2 separate regions of the Anas platyrhynchos genome follow, and region 2 is linked to region 1. A link is a contact called in public Hi-C data. All regions are on one chromosome and are shown on one strand. Each heading gives the region's core, a stretch centred on a gene start, on an enhancer-like site or on the middle of the called end of the contact. The rest is flanking DNA. Distances are from core to core; before and after follow the strand shown. Region 1 holds the start of ANKRD9 (ankyrin repeat domain 9). Region 2 overlaps TECPR2 (tectonin beta-propeller repeat containing 2).

Region 1 (7,832 bases), core at 2,808-5,307:
GTTTCTGAGCTTGTCTTGGGTTCCCAAGCATTATTTGGGCTGCAGATTTTTGGAAGGGAGTCACGTTAGTTGTGTGGCAGCCAGGAAACGAAAGTAATGAGAGAAGGCTTCCTCACTGCATTGTTTCCAAGGCAGATTTTCTTTCATGCTGTGGATCAGGAAGGAGCTGACCCATTCTCACAGAAGAGAAAGCAATCCAGCCGGGCTGGGGGCACTTCAGGCTCTCTGTAAAGCAATGACTCACTCCAAGTCTGGGAAGCAGAGAGCGAGCAGCATACAAAGGGAGCGAGGAGGAGGAAGAGGATGGTGCCAAGCGCCATCGCGCAGGGGTGAGCGGGGTTTCAAGGCCCGAGTCCCCCCCTGGCCGGAGCAATGGCTGAGGGTTTTGGTGAGCCACCTGGGGGCCAGGAGCTGTGCCCAAGCCATGTCAGAGGCACAGACACAGACAGAGGACAGGCTGCTCGGAGGAGGACCCGCAGCGGCGGAGGAAATGAAACAGGAAGGTTTCTGGAGAAAATGCTTGTGGGAGCTTTCCACGAGGTGTCAGCAGCAGCTGTTAATCAGCGCAGCCGGAGGTACCCCCGGGGCTGCCAGCCGCATCCTGGCCTGGCACACACGGCCTCCCCAAAGGGAAAAGGAGCCCCAACCAGCATCGGGCTCCTCATCCATCCTGGTGACAAGAGGACCCAGCTCTGGCACCACCTAATGACCACAGAGCAGAGGGGTTCCCACGCAGGGCCAGGACCCCAACGACCAAACGCAAGCCCTTTGCATAATTTCCCTGCCTAACGAGGTCACAGTCCACACTGTGATGATGAAAGCAGCGTTGTGGCACCGGGTCTGCAGAGGGGATGCTGTGGCACAGCGAGATGAAAGCTTTGCTCGGAGGCTGCTGATGCGGGACGTGGATGTACGGGGTGTGCATTCCAGCCCAGTGCTTCCGCTGCAAGCCCCGGCTCTCCTCGCTCATTACTTTTCTCTCAAGATGTTTAATTTTAGCTAAACAGCACGCCGGTTGTTTCCGCCTGACTTGCTTACAGAGACTCCAGAGCCGGAGGCTTAAAGCAAACCTGCAGCTACAGCGTGCTGCGGTTTGGGGGCCGTTGTCCAAACGCTGCTGAACTTTGGTCCCGAGCCTGCTTGCAATAGAGGAAACTGGTAAATGTTCAGCATCAAACCCACTCAAAAAGTCAGGGCAAGGACTGGGGTCAAAACTGCATCTTTCAGCCCTTTCCGAAACTGAGGGATGTACTAATTGCCCCTTTTTTGTCTCGTGCTCAAAAGCAGTGCTAAACACTAACTATGCTCAACATTATCACTCATGCTGCTGTTTTCATTTTGCTTTTAATGACACCCACAATCATGCCCATTAGGTCCAATATGGCCAATATGGTCCTGCCCTCAGTTTAATGAAAACCTCAGGAAACACACGGCGTCTGTTGCAACAGCAGAGCTTTTCCCTTCTTCCCATTATGTGGATGGGTTTCAGTAGCATTAAGCGGGTTTTAGCTGGTCACTGGCTGGAGAAACCAAAGGAGCAACGTGCTGGAGGAAGGTGAAGAAAAAGTAGCTCCAGGAGGACACGTCACAAGGCAACAAAGAGTCGCATTACTCAGACGTGGTTGTGCCGACAGACTAATCCTCATCATGTGCCAAGGAACCTGTGATAAGCCCTCTCATAGTCAGCTAAGTAATAAGATCAGTTACTTAATTCAAAGTGATTAAAGCCAGGCTGGGCTGCAAACAAGCAAGTCGTGTCTGCAGGTCTGCACACAAAATTCGTACCATAAAATTAAAAGTTTCTTGGTTTGTCGTGTTTTGTCACTCTGAGCAGTTTTGGGGCAAACACAACACTTTTTCTCCAGCACACACAGTCCACAAACGGGCTGCGTTTGCTGCAGGCAGGTTCCTGCTTTGAAGGGATGTGACAAACACGTTTTGCAACCAGGGGCCAGCCCCTGGGCCACCCTTCGGCTGCGAGACCTCAAGGACTCAGCATGCTCCGGCCTATTTGTAAGCCCAAGGCACACCGTGGCTGCAGCTCTGCCTCCGGAGGAAAGCTTGGCCTGAGCAAACCAGTCCCGCTTCCACTCCAGGGACATTAATTGCCTACACAAAAGCAAATTTGGCTTTGCGACTACGCTAATCCCCTGTCTCTGGGCTCAAACACAACTTGGCTTACCCAGGCATGTGTGGAAAATGAGTCGAAAGGGCTGGCAACCTGGCTGCCCTGGAGTCACCGTGCTGGGCAGCCGAAGTGATGACAATATCACGGCAAAATTGGGGAAAGGCCCAGGTGTTTGGGGTCAGTCAGAGTCGTCTCTGGGAGCAGGCCGCAGCACGGCACACAGGGCGGTGAGGCACGGGTGGGTGAGGCAGCACGGGACGCCTGCCCCAAGCCAGGGCTGTAGAATTAGCCACCTTTAAGCCATTTATTCTGATCCCGTGCTTCAGCAGAAATTACCCCGTGCCTGAAATAATAGGATGCAACTGGACAGAAACGCTCCGGTCAGCAGGAAGCAGAGGACGTGGTTGTCCTCGGTGAGTTTTCATCTGGAACTGGGCAGGAGCGGTTCACCTGCACAGCAATCGGTGTGAGCAACGGGCAGCAGCCTCGCAAACCTGACCCAGCATAATTTCAGCATTGTTTTCCAGCTGGATGGGGGCTCAGGGCACACACAACAAAGGCAGCGGTTGTTCCTCACCGCCTTTGTTCTCTCCGGGGTTAAGGGGAGCGTGCTGCAGTCTCCCTCCTTCTCTCCCTCCCTCCCCAAGGCCCCAGGCGGCTTCTCAGAGAGGGCTGTAAGGAAATGTGACATCTCAGCTCACGCCTGGCTATTTCCCCCACAAGCCTCATGCTGTGCACAGAAGGCGTCCCCCATTTCAGAAGCAAAGGGAAGTCTGGGGAGCCCCACGGGCAGCGGTATCGGAGCTGCCGGCTGTGACAGAGCCCCGGCGCGCTTCCCTGGTGGCCCAGGGGCAGCACACCAGGAGCCTGGTGATCCCAAAGCCCGCAGTGCCCAGACCCCATGTGCCCAGCTCTCCATAGGCCCCACACACCCTGGACCCCATCAGCCCTGGATGGATGCACATGCCCGGAACCCGTACAGCCTAAAGCCCCAGCACCAAGACCCTGAGCACCCAGAACCACAGGACCCCAAGCACACAGATCCCAAATACCCAGACCCCCAGGACCCTGAGCACCCAAACTCCGAGCACACAGACCCCCAACACTCAGACCCCCAACACCCAGACTCTGAGAACCCAGATGTCCCAGACCCTGAGCAACCAGACTGCAAGCACACATACCCCAAATACTCAGACCCCAGAACCCCAAGCACCCAGACCCCCAGGGCCCTGAGCATCCAACTTCCGAGCACACAGACCCCCAATACCCAGACCACCCAGACTCTGAGCACGCAAACCCCAAGCTCCCAGACCCCAAAAATCCAGACCCCAAGGACCCTGAGCACCCAACCCCTGCACACACAGTCCCCCAATACTCAGACCCCCAGGACCCTCAGCACCCAGACTCCAAGAACCCAGACCACCAATACCCACACTCCTAAGGCCCTGAGCACCCAAACCCTAAGCACCCAAACCCCAGCACCCAGACCCCCTATACCCAGCTCCTCAGGACCCCCAGCACCCAGACCCCAAGCACCCAAGTCCCCAATCCCCAGACCCCCAGGACTCTGAGCACCCAGACCCCAACCACCCAAACCTCCGGGACCCCAAGCACCCCAGACCCTGAGCACGCAGACCCCAATACCCAGACCCCCAGGACCCCAGGACCCTGAGCATCCAGGCTCCAAGAACCCAGACCCCAAATACCCAGCCCCCCAGGACCCTGAGCACCCACACCCCAAGCACCCAGACCCCCATACCCAGACCCCAGGACCCCGAGCACCCCAGACCCCAATCCCCCAGCCCCAGGCCCCGCCCCTTTCCCCAGACCCCGCCCCCTTTGCCCTCGCCCCGCCCCGCTCCGTCCCCGGCCGCCAACTTTGCTGGAACTTTGCCTCCCGTGACGCACGCGGCGGCGCGGGGCCCCGGCCTCCCGCCGCAGCCAATGAGCGCCCGGGGCGGCCTTGGCGGCAGCCAATGGGCGGCGGCTGGACAGTTCCCCGGTCCTGACCGACCTCCGCGCCGGGGGGGGGCGGCTCGGGGCGGGGGGGGGGCGGATAAAGGGCCCCGGCCGCGCCGCGCCGCGCTCCGCTCCCGCCGCCCCTCCGCCCACACGGGCAGCGGCACCGAGCGGCCAGGTGAGCCCGGGCACGGCACCGGCAGCGGCACCGGAGGGGGTACGGGTACGGGTGCCGTGCGGCGGAAGGGAGGGAGGGAGGGGACGGGGCATGGCGAGCACCGGGAGGCGGTTTCTGGATTCGGGGTTCCCGAGCGCTGCTGCAGAACGGGGGGGGAACGGGCCGGGCAGGGCTGTGCCGGGCCGTGCAGAGCCGGGCAGGGCTGTGCCGGGTTATTCCGAGCCGTGCCGGGCCGTGCAGAGCTGTTCCGGGTGTACCGGCCGTGCTGGGCTGTACCGGGTCATTCCGTGCCGTGCCGGGCTGCACCGAGCCGGGCAGAGCCGTGCCGGGTGTACCGGCCATACCGAGCCGTGCTGAGCCGTACCGGGCCGTGCAGATCCATACCGAGCTGCACCGGGCCGTGCAGAGCCGTGCCGACCTGTACCGGGTCATATTGAGCTATGACAGGCTGTGCCGGGCCGGGCAGTGCCGGGTCATATTGGGCCGTGCAGAGCCATACCGGGCTGTGCCGGGTCATATTGAGTTGTACGGGGCCGTGCAGAGCCATACCAGGTTGTACCGGGCCATACCGGGTCGTGCAGAGCCATACCGGGCTGTACCGGGCCATGCCGGGCTGTGCCGGGTCATATTGAGCCGTACCAGGCTGTACTGGGCCATACCGGGCTGTGCCGGGCCATATTGAGCCGTACCGGGCTGTACAGGGCCGTACCGGCTCTCCCCGTGGTGGGTGCCCCCTGACAGCCCCTCTCTGTGCCCCCGCAGGTCCGTGCCGATGCTGCCCCTGGTCTCGGGTGTGGGAGGAAGCCCCCGTCGGACCCCGGCCGCCCGCCATGCCCTGGAGCGTCCGGTGGGTCGGCGGCGGCGGCGCCCAGTCGCAGAAGCAGTGCAAGAAATCCTCCTTCGCCTTCTACCAGGCGGTGAGGGACCTGCTGCCCGTCTGGTTCCTGGAGGACATGCGGACCATGGAGGTCTTCCACTGGGAGGACGGCGGCAAGGTGAGCCTCTACTCGCCCTCCGAGGCGCTGCTCTACGCCCTGGTGCACGACCACCAGCCCTACGCCCGGCACCTGCTGACTAAGTACCCGCAGAGCGCCCTGGCCGTGCCCAGCCAAAGCTTCAGCTGCTGCCAGGCCTCGGCCCCGCACCTGGCCATGGCCGTGCGCTACAACCGGGTCCGCGTCCTCTTCCGCATCCTCAAGGCCGTGCAGGGCTTCCCTCCGGGCGACAGGGCCGGCCACCTGGACCGCCGGGGCTGCAGCCGGGTGGAGGGCGGCAAGACGGCCCTGCACGTGGCCTGCGAGCTGGTGCGCCCCGAGTGCCTGCTGCTGCTGCTGGGGCACGGCGCCTCGCCCTGCCTGCCCGACGGCGCCGGGAACACCCCGCTCGACACCTTGCTGCAGCAGCTGGCCCAGGCGCCGGCGGTCAACACACGTGCCAAGCTGCTCTGCCTCGACTGCCTCTTCCTCTTCGTGCCTCAGGACGTGCCCTTCACCATGAAGCAGCAGCTGCTGGACAACCGGCAGCGCTGGCAGGACCTCTTAGGGGAGAGCAGGTACCGCTGCCTGGTGGGCTTGGCTCCCCCGTCGCTGTTCGTCGGAGCCATGCGCGTCTTGATCAGGACCATTTCTCCCGAGCACTTCCCCGAGGCTCTGGACGATCTGCCCCTGCCGCATTTCCTCAAGCCTTTGGACTTGAAGCTGGAGAGCTAGAGGGGGCTGCAGGGGAGCCTCCTGCTCGCCTGACACAACGGACTTGTGCTAAAACCCTACCGGTGCACGAAGCTGCCGAGGCAGCAGCCGCCAAGTACCTGTTTTGATTAGAACTGTCTTCTTTCCTTTCTTTTTTTATTTTAGAAAAAAAAAAAGAAAGAATTGTATCTGGCACTTTACAGTATATTTTATTTAAAGATCTTTGTGGTGAGGTGAGGTCTACACTGCGTTTTATAAAAATGTTACATGGCCTGTACTAATGAGGATATGTGGGAGAATATATTTGTAAATACATCTAAATAAACCAGCAGCAGATATGATCCAAACTATAAATCAAGCAGCTGAAAACTCCAAAATGGCATGTGCCTTGAGAAAGTGCGCGGGGGGGAGTATCTTCGAGTTAGGATTTCCCTGTTACATAAGCCGAGCAGTCCTGGAACAGGATGACTCCTTTTTAGCAGCTCTCCTAATACATCTTGGCAGGGATGCGGTCTTTTTTTTTTTTTAAAGGCGCAGATGAAAGCTTCCTAATCTTGTACACAAACCCAAAGAGAAGACGTGTTATTAAATCCCCCTTAAACAAGGCTGGCAGGGATATGCAGCTGAACAAACTGTATTTTAACATATGCACGAGTACCAGTTGGCTTCCTTGCGACGTTCTTTCTGTTCCTCCTGCAGAGCCGGGGTGCCTGGAGGGCAGGAGCAGAGCCTGCAGCCCCCAGCTGAAGCTGTTCCTGCCCTGGCAGGAGCCAGCGCTGGAGACCCCAGCCCCTCTGTGTGGCTGCTGTGGGGTGAGGTGCCAGCACCCTAAGGGATGAAGGAGGGTGGCACAGCTGGAGGCTCTGCCTGCTTTCCTGTGTGCCCAGAGGGATTTGCTTGGGCCTGGCCGTGCCCAGGAGGCTACAGCAGCTTCTTGCATAGATTCCAGCTCCTCCACTGCCAGTGCCCAGGGGGATGTGTTGGTTTTGGGTCAGCTGAGCCCTCTGGGTACCAGGTATCCCAGTCATCCCTTGTGAGATGCTTCAAGGTATGCAAGACATCCCTGCAGCTCCTCCAGATGGAACAGCCCTTTAGGGGTAATGTCCTGCCTGCAAGACTTGTGTTTAGACAAGTCAAGTCCCGAGCAAAAGGTACGGAGGAAGCTCTTTGCTCTGCAACCTTTACTCTGCAGCATCCTGGGCAGTTGCACTGCTTGCCTCTCTGTAAAATTGGCACTGCCCCTGCCAGCTCTGCAGGGAGCGAGCTCTGCTGGCTCCAGCAGCATCACAGCGATAGGAATCTCCTAGGCCACCGAGCTGCAGCTTTGCCTCTATTGTTGGAAGCCAGCAGTGAAACTGTTTTGTTGCGGTGCTTAAATTTGTAGCAGGGAGTTGTTTGCCACTTGAACTGTTTCAGCACTGTAGTTCCCTTCGGGATCATCACAGAACTGATGCACTGAGAGATAAGAGGACACGCTGAACACACTAATTTCTTTATTCATGAACTTACTTTGGTTAGAAAAACAGTAAAAAGTCTCAGAATGAGGCACTATAAGTGAAGCTATTCATGCTTCAGCAGAAGTGTGGTATTTCATTTTAAAAAAATTTCCATACTGCATGCACGATAACAGATAAGCCATACCTCTGAAATTTGAGATGCAGCAGAAAGAAGATTGCTATTCTTAGACTGATGGCACTGAAAATGTTTCCTAGAAGAGCAAATGTTCCTTTTTCCCAAGAAACCAAGATGATACATGCTGTAACCAGTTATCATGGGGAATTCAGGGCCCATGTTGGAAAGTGTGTACCTGCTTCTAACTATTCTCCTCAACTGCCTTGTTGATGAGAAAAAATACAGAAATCCAAATAACTAATTCCTC
Region 2 (7,832 bases), core at 3,298-5,797, 33 kb after region 1:
CAACAAAACGGAAGGTAACGAGCACTGCACTGAGCGATGGAATCAGCGTGAGACGACTTTACTAAAAATGCTGAAGGCGCATTTTTCTGGTATCTAAAGAAACTTCTTATGTAACCTGTAAGAAAGGCACATGCCTGTGAAGAATTGTACATGTTTCAAGTTAAACGTTATGGTATTCTGAACCAGCTAAACAAAATACACTGCAGCAGGAGCTCTGATCTCACACGCTTCTTCACAACCCACCTCCAAACAGCTACTCCACTGCCAAATACAGGTTTTTCCTTACATCTTCTTGAAAACAGTAGTCTTCCACAAAAATCCTCTCCCCCTTAATGTCTTCAGGAGGCCTTACATGAGTAAACATACATGGAATAACAGACCAGATAGTCTGGTGTACAGATAACCAGAAGTTTGAATGAGTATTTTACCTTCCCCGCCTACATGGAATTAGTCTAATAAAAGATACTTTCTGAACATCTTGTCTTACCACAACAAAGCAGAACTCCCATCAGTTACATCTGTGCAACAGGTAGGTTGTGCAAGCTATTTCGTGCTCATGAAAACAATCTGACTTGAAAAGAGCAGTCATGTGGATTATGCACGACAAATAACAGACTTTTCCATGGCAAGTATTTTCAGCACTAGCCTGGATGATTCTGAAGTAAAAACAACACAGTGTTCTCAACAGAAAAATCCCTCATCCTCCAAATATCCTTGAACAATTATTTCAAAAATATCCCCCCCTACAGTTAAGCTTTGATTTTGGCCAAAAAAAGATGTGCTCATCACTTCATCCTGTAAGTACCACCTAACACAGAACTGGCCTTAAAAGTAACAGGGAAAATGCAAAGGCAAGGCAGATGGCAGCGTAAGAAAGCCTCCACCCTAGGCAGAACTCTTAATTAAAGAGAGGAAAGGAAACAAAGATCATAGCAGCTATTTCTAACAAGTCACCCAACATCTGCAGGGCACAACCAACCTCCTAACACTGAACACAGATTAAGAAAAAGGAAGCTATTGAAAAAGAAATGAAATCTACCGTGCACTGATTTTTGTAGGATCACAGAAATCCCTGAAATTTCAAATGTCATTTTTAATGGTTGCTTCTTAGTTTTGAGGCTTGGGGCTTTTTTTTTTTTTTTTGACAGTGCAAGTGTGAATAACTCACAATTTTGTTTTGTTCTTATATTTTTTGCATGGAAAAAACAATCAGAATTCTTCCTAACTTCAGAAGAGCTTCTTATCTTAGCTATGACATCAAGCTTGAAGTAGAAAAAGACAATTAGAAGGCTGTTTATGGGAAGAGTAGTAAATCAAAAATTCCTCTAACTTGAAATGCCTGTACTGCAAGAGATTATTTTATGACAAACTGCACTAAGCTCTTTTGCTGATCCTAGGAATTGCACCAAGAATCAGAAGGTTTACATAGTAGCTAAGTAGTGGACATCTTTTTAAATAAGTCCCTCTCTCCCCACAGCTTGGACAAGCTACACAGCTATTTAAATAAACTTCTTGACTTAATAAAGTAAGCTTTTTTGATCCTATCCTCTAAGAAATTCCGATTACGAAAGAGTAAAGAGAAGCAATTAATCAACAATTAAGATGTTTAATCTGTTCTTGGAGTAAGATTGATTGTTTGCAAGCAATAGGTGATTGCTAACTCATTACAAATAGTGGTTCTCATCCTTGTTTCCTTTAGCTCTCCCTAAACAAAAGTTTTGCTTACCTAAGAGATAAGCAAATATATATAAATCCCCTAATACAAATCTGATTAGGTGGTTCTTAAGGCCAGTGTTACGTTAAGTAGTCCTTATAAGAAGCAAGCTATTCTCAAAAGCAGATTTTGCTTCTGCATTTTTTTCAATAGGTGCCCAAAATCAGAGACAAAATGGAGAAAGAATTACTTTCAAACAGGCCTTTGACTTCTAGGGATATTTTAAAGCAATTTTTCAGGTGAAAATTATTTTTAACTTTTAATTAACTTCTACTCAATAACAACCCAAAATAGTCTTACTGACCATATTATTTTTTTTTTGTTATTATTTTTTCAGGCTACAGAATTGAAAAAACATTCAATTTCATAAACATACACACACCCATACATAACACACACACTCTGTAGTATCTGCATGAATAATAATTACATTGCTTGCTCGTTCTTTGTATTGAAGTGTAATGTATATTGAAGCATGCTACAACAGATAATAGTTTTATACTGTATATTGAGGATGGAATGAAGAATACTTTCCATTTCATGGATGAAAACCATTTCATCAAGGACTTTTGATCAGCTCAGTCAATGCTCTTAAAATAGCTTCCAAAAAGTGGCTTAACTACATAATTTTGACTTTTAGATCATACAATAGAACATGTGAAGCAGAGAAGACACCTACATATGAACTACACTGTTCACGATACTGCGATATTATCAACCACTTCTTTATTTTATCCAGCACTTTAGACAATGGAGGGCAGAGAACACAATGCTAATTTTCATCAAGAATTAGTGCAGTTAGGAGTTACGAAGAGAGAAGTAGCAAATGAGAACTGTTTCAGTCTCGATTAAGAAAAAAGCCATACAGAATCACAGATTCTCTGATCTTATTTGTTTGGTTTGTGCTGGAAGGGACCTTAAGGATCACCCAGTTTCAGCCCCCTGCCATGGGCAGGGACACCTCCCACCAGCCCAGGTTGCCCAAAGCCCCATCCAGCCTGGCCTTGGACACCTCCAGAGATGGGGCACCCACAGCTTCTTTGGGCAGTCTGTGCCAGTGCCTCACCACCCTCTGAATTAAAAAAATATTTTAAATGTCTGTTCTAAAAATCTAACAAAACTATTGTCTCTGAATACCTTTGTGAAGCTGTGCAATGATGCTGTGTAATTACAGCACTTCTTTAACAAGAAGTGACACTGTAAAAGCAGAACCTGTAGCTGCTCACAAGCTGCTCATGAGTCATGAGATCTGGGATATGGCAAGTCATATTGGCTCTGACATTTACTAGGGAATGAAACATCCATAGCTGATTTTAAATTACGTTATTTGAGAGTATTTCTGTGCTTAAAGCAAGTGAAAGACAATTTTGATTTCCTTCTTCAAACAGAAGATGACTGAACCATTCACAAATGCTTCTTACAATTCTTCTGTTGTTGTGAACATGAAGTGATGCAGCATGAAAATCAGTTAAGGGACAGATAACAGCAAGGAGCTACTAATAAGCACCAAAACAGTCTACTTCTCAACCATCCTTTGTCATATTTGTTATCCAAACACTGAGCTAGTATCTGGAAGTAATTTTAAAGTCCATGTTTTCTTATTTTGCATTCAGTCTTTGGAAAAGCATGGGTGGTTGCTCCCCCAGTACTTTAGTTACTTGTTTCAGTGTTGGAATCGTCTCCAAATGAGCATGTAGCCCTTGAGTTTTCATCTCCACAGGCAATGTTTGAATTTTTGCCCTTTCATATTGACTCATTAGATATGCAATGTCGGGAGTTGGCAAGATAACAGGAAGAGAATGCTCTGGGTAGCAGGAGGTTATCATTTTGGAAGGCAACATCACCCAGCTTCCGCAGTAAGCTATAGGAAATAACACAGTATTCAACCTTGTCCAATTAAAGACTTTCTACGTAAGGAAGTCTCTGCTAAGTAACGAGCCAAAGCAAATCCCAACTTCTTGTAAACACCTTTGTATCGAGCAGTTTAATCAACTTCTGTAGAGGATTAGAGAACGCACTCAGTACAGACAAAATAGTGTAGTGAAAGCCCTCCAGGTTATTTTCCTGGTTAGATACATTTTCATTAGAATATACTGCAAAAGTTTATTTGTCTGTCTATTGGCAAACTCAATTAAGCAGAATACATCCTGGAATATGTCATTCCCTCTTCACCCCCCTTTTTAAGAAAACTATCCTCATGGAAGACATCATCATTCATATACTCAGTCTCCTCTTCCTGCTGCCTTGCCCCCCATTAGCAAACAAATTTGTATCTTACAGGTAACATCAGAAAGACCCACTCTGCAGCACACAAGAGTGAGCAGTGTAATCTACCCCTCGTTGTGACAGCCATCACTCAAGTGATTTAGTACTTATTTATCAGTCTGTTCTGCTATTCTGCAGAAACAAGATGCCATTTCTCCAGGTCTGACTGGCCACATTCCCAGCACAGGACTAGTTTAACCAGTGCTGAGCTAACTGAGGAGATGCAAATCTGCCGTTTCATTTCCCTGTTTCCCTGGCCTTCTTTGCTGCTACACCCCCGAGATTCACAGGAGGAGCTAATAGTTGGCTGTTAAGAGGCAAGCAGAAGTAAAAGGGAATGATGTAAAAAACAAATCACCTATTGCAACTCCACTGCCAGAGACTGACTTTTGTTTCTTAACATGACCCTTCAGAAGTACCATGTATTTCAAAATCTTCAGAAACAGTTCTGTAACACTGTATTATTAAAACTTAAATCAAGTATGCAAACACATCCAGCACTACTATGCTAGATCAGCAGACAGTTCAACTGATTTCATGCCAGGGAGCAAAGAATGAAATCAGTGCTCAGAGGTCAACTCTTTTGCAGCAGTCCCGAGCCATGATACAGAACTGCAAGTTAAACTGTGGAATGTGTAAAGTATTAGAGCAGCACTGTGGTTTAAGGAGAGATTAAATGAGAAAACAGACACTGGAGAAACATATTTTGTCCATTTGCTATATCCAGAAAATATGCTCCTAGTGTACTTTAGGATGCTTCTTTCCACTCAGCTCCTCCCAGCTGGCAGGTAGAACAGAGATCTTACTTGCCAATTCTGGGAATAAGGGAGAAGAGCTGCAATTGTACGGCACACTGACTAACCACCGGATGATAAGGAAAGTCCCTAGATCCAGGCACAGCACCCTGGCAAGCATCCCAGACTCACGGGGCGAGGATAAAGGAAGAGGGAGGCACTTCAGTACCACACCATGTGAGCAGAGCCTTCCCACACCCTCTGCTTTGTGCTGTTTGCCAGTCTAGCCTCTTGGCTACCGTACAAGTAGGTACTCAGTATATAGTTCAAGGCTGTGTTCTACTATGTGCCTATAAAGCTGCTGTGTTACTACAATAGAAGTTTTTCATTAAGGATGGAAAAAGAGAAAAAAAAAAATAGAAAAAAATGAAGTTATCTGTGAGATGAATTTGGGATGATTGAAGATAAGTCCTGATGAAACTGAACATGTGTGACAGAAGCTTAAACTACACATTTAATCTGGTCCTATTGTTTTCCCGGAATGTTAAATTACTCCTTTCCACAGGCGCAGAGCTAAACCACTGTGTTACAAAGAATTACAATCAGTGTTTTACCTGTATGGGTGGCTCAATCATTATCCATGCGGGAAGCATCAAACTCGGGTTAAGAGGCTGGGTTCCTACACGGAAATAAACACCACCACTGGTGTCACAGGCCCAAACATGCTGATTTCCACAGGACAAGCTGATCAGCTTTATGGCACCTATCAACAAAGAGGTTATTAGCAACCTGACATTTTTCTTTTACATTCAGCTAATAATGAGCACCTTTACTTAGACTTGATGGTATTAAGCTACCTTTAAACACAGGCATATAAAAATGATTACAAGCTTGTGAGAGAAAAATCATGGCATATAATGAATAACACCAACAGGTAGTATACGTAAGGCATTTTTCTCTTCAATCTAAAAATAAATGTTTTAGTCACAGGATACTGCCATTTTTAAAGCACACTGAAAATATGCTATTAAAATAACTGAATTCAAGCAGGGAAAAAATTCTGTAACAAATGTTATCAGTGCCTAGACAAACTTTCACATGACCTAATGTGAACTTTCCTCTGTAGCTGGCCATGCTTATATTTTTCATGGTGTTGGGTCTAGTAATGCCTTCAGCACTGAACACTCCTAATGCTACCAGCACTTGAAAAATACAAGAGCATATGGATTATGCATCTCAGTGTTAACATACCAGTGTCACATCTGTAAATAAAGGAGCTGATTTTCAAATGGCTTTATATTTAGCGTACATATTTATTACACTTATGTCAGACGTGCTGCAGTATTTTAACCCTATGTAAGTCAGCACACTGAAAACACAGCTCCCAAAAAAGTATGTTTTGGATTTTTTTTTTAATTTTATTTTTTTCTTCATGTCCAATCACATTTAGGAGTCTTGCTACCAAAAGTTTGTAAAGATAGAGAACTGCTAGTTAATGGCCAGCTGGAACTCTTACTCTTTTACATTCATTTCAGAATAGCCATGTGATGTACTATACGTAACATTTGATTATTTTTTTCCTCCCAGCATCGGGACAACACAATACTAAGTAATGGAAAACATGTTCTACAGAAAAAGACTCAATCATGACAGATATACTACAGCAGGAATGCTCTGGTTGTACTCCAAACTCTAAAAATAGGCCTTGCTGGCTGATTGAACATGCCAGCAGTGCTTGGGATATCCCATTCTTGGTAACAGTTTTCTCTTCTGTGATGTGAATCTGGCGACAAATCCCTGCAAAGTACATTGCTCCTTAAAGAGAGGGTACAATTTTATCCCCCAGAGCAGGGGTTCAAAGCATTTTTTTCTGCTGAGGCAGAATTCAGTAAGGTTTGCTCGGGGAAACAACAGGGAATAACAGGAGCACATATTCTTATCTTTTAGTTACCTGAAATTGTAAACAGATCTCTTCGTCCAAGTTATTTAACTTTCTGAATTGAAGGAATTTGAATTAGCTCATCTCACCCCAAAATTCCCTTTAATCATGCAGCTTCTTATTATAAAATAGCATACAGAGCACAACTATGCACAAAAACTTCCACAGCTTCAGGAGAGAGCAAGTCTCTATTGCAGGTAGAGAGGCCTGACATTCAGCAAAGTCAAACTTTTATTTAAAACCTCGTGCTTCCATGTTAGAGTACACCTAGCCGGGATGGCTTTGTCACATGTCGTCTCAGCTGTTGAAATGTTCCGATCCAAAGCAGCATCACAGCTCTCGCACACGGAATCACATATCACCTACTCGGCATAGCTGATATTATTTACGTCTGCAGTACAATTTGATATTCAAAAATGCAGCACTTATGTAAATGTTTTGGGGCTTCTCCCTCCTCCCACTTACTGTTTTTATGGTAGGAGAAGGGCATGTTAACCACATTCAGCCACTGCTTAGAAAGAAGTGTGATTCAGAGACACTGTTTACAGTTGAAACCTAAAGGTCACTCTACTGTGTTTAGAAACCTCGATAATGATAGTGGAACCCTAATCAAAATAATTTACTAGATACTACACTCAGTACATAGTGTAAAGGCAAGAGGAAGATACTAACAACATAATATGAATATTTCAACGTAAATGCTGGCAACTTGATCACCTCCACACAGATTTCTGAATTTAATTTTACAGCAACTTGCTCTTTTTTTTCCTCCAATTCACAGTCTTAATGTTTGAGGAGTGAAGGCAGACATACATTTCAACAATAGCAATAATTCTCTAATTTCTTCTGCCCCATTAAAGCAAATCAAGTCTCTTATATTACATCTGTGGGTAGGCACCATCTTGTCAGCAGTGATCTACCACATGCATTTAATTGGAGAAAAAACAGGAAATTTTCTGCATTCTTAATTATCAGCTCACAATGACTGGTAAAGCGCGGTGTCTGAAATATTTCCTGACCCCAGATTTCTACAGTATCACCACACAGAGTGCCATGAAACTAAAAGGAACAGCTAAATGTAATGTTTGAGCCCCAGCATGGCTAAAGTGACCAAGACAATTAATACAGTCAGCTAGCACTCATTTCCATTAGAACGTTTTGAGATTTTCAGACAATAGCA

The links. A called contact is a pair of places that touch in the nucleus more often than the background predicts.
Region 2: a Hi-C map of subcutaneous adipose tissue shows a contact between it and region 1, with 1.7 times the contacts expected there. The contact joins the enhancer-like site here to the promoter of ANKRD9 in region 1. A contact is called at or near these places in 7 of 8 Hi-C or Micro-C datasets (F1 follicle, F5 follicle, liver and 3 more).

The regions. Positions count from the first base shown.
Region 1 is chr5:11,403,255-11,411,086 of IASCAAS_PekinDuck_T2T, forward strand. ANKRD9 (ankyrin repeat domain 9) reads left to right here and starts at 4,058. Exons shown (of 2, transcript XM_027458642.3): 1 at 4,058-4,265; 2 at 5,028-7,832. The coding sequence starts at 4,073. The coding sequence ends at 5,974.
Region 2 is chr5:11,436,029-11,443,860 of IASCAAS_PekinDuck_T2T, forward strand. TECPR2 (tectonin beta-propeller repeat containing 2) reads right to left here. Exons shown (of 20, transcript XM_027457522.3): 17 at 5,328-5,476. Among named protein-coding and RNA genes, the nearest start is that of CINP, 28 kb to the right of the region's middle. Within about 2 kb of position 4,548, at least 5 of the 8 cell types and tissues checked have an H3K27ac peak or open chromatin away from gene starts, as enhancers often do. A contact at or near this core is called in F1 follicle, F5 follicle, small yellow follicle and 1 more, where this site is marked.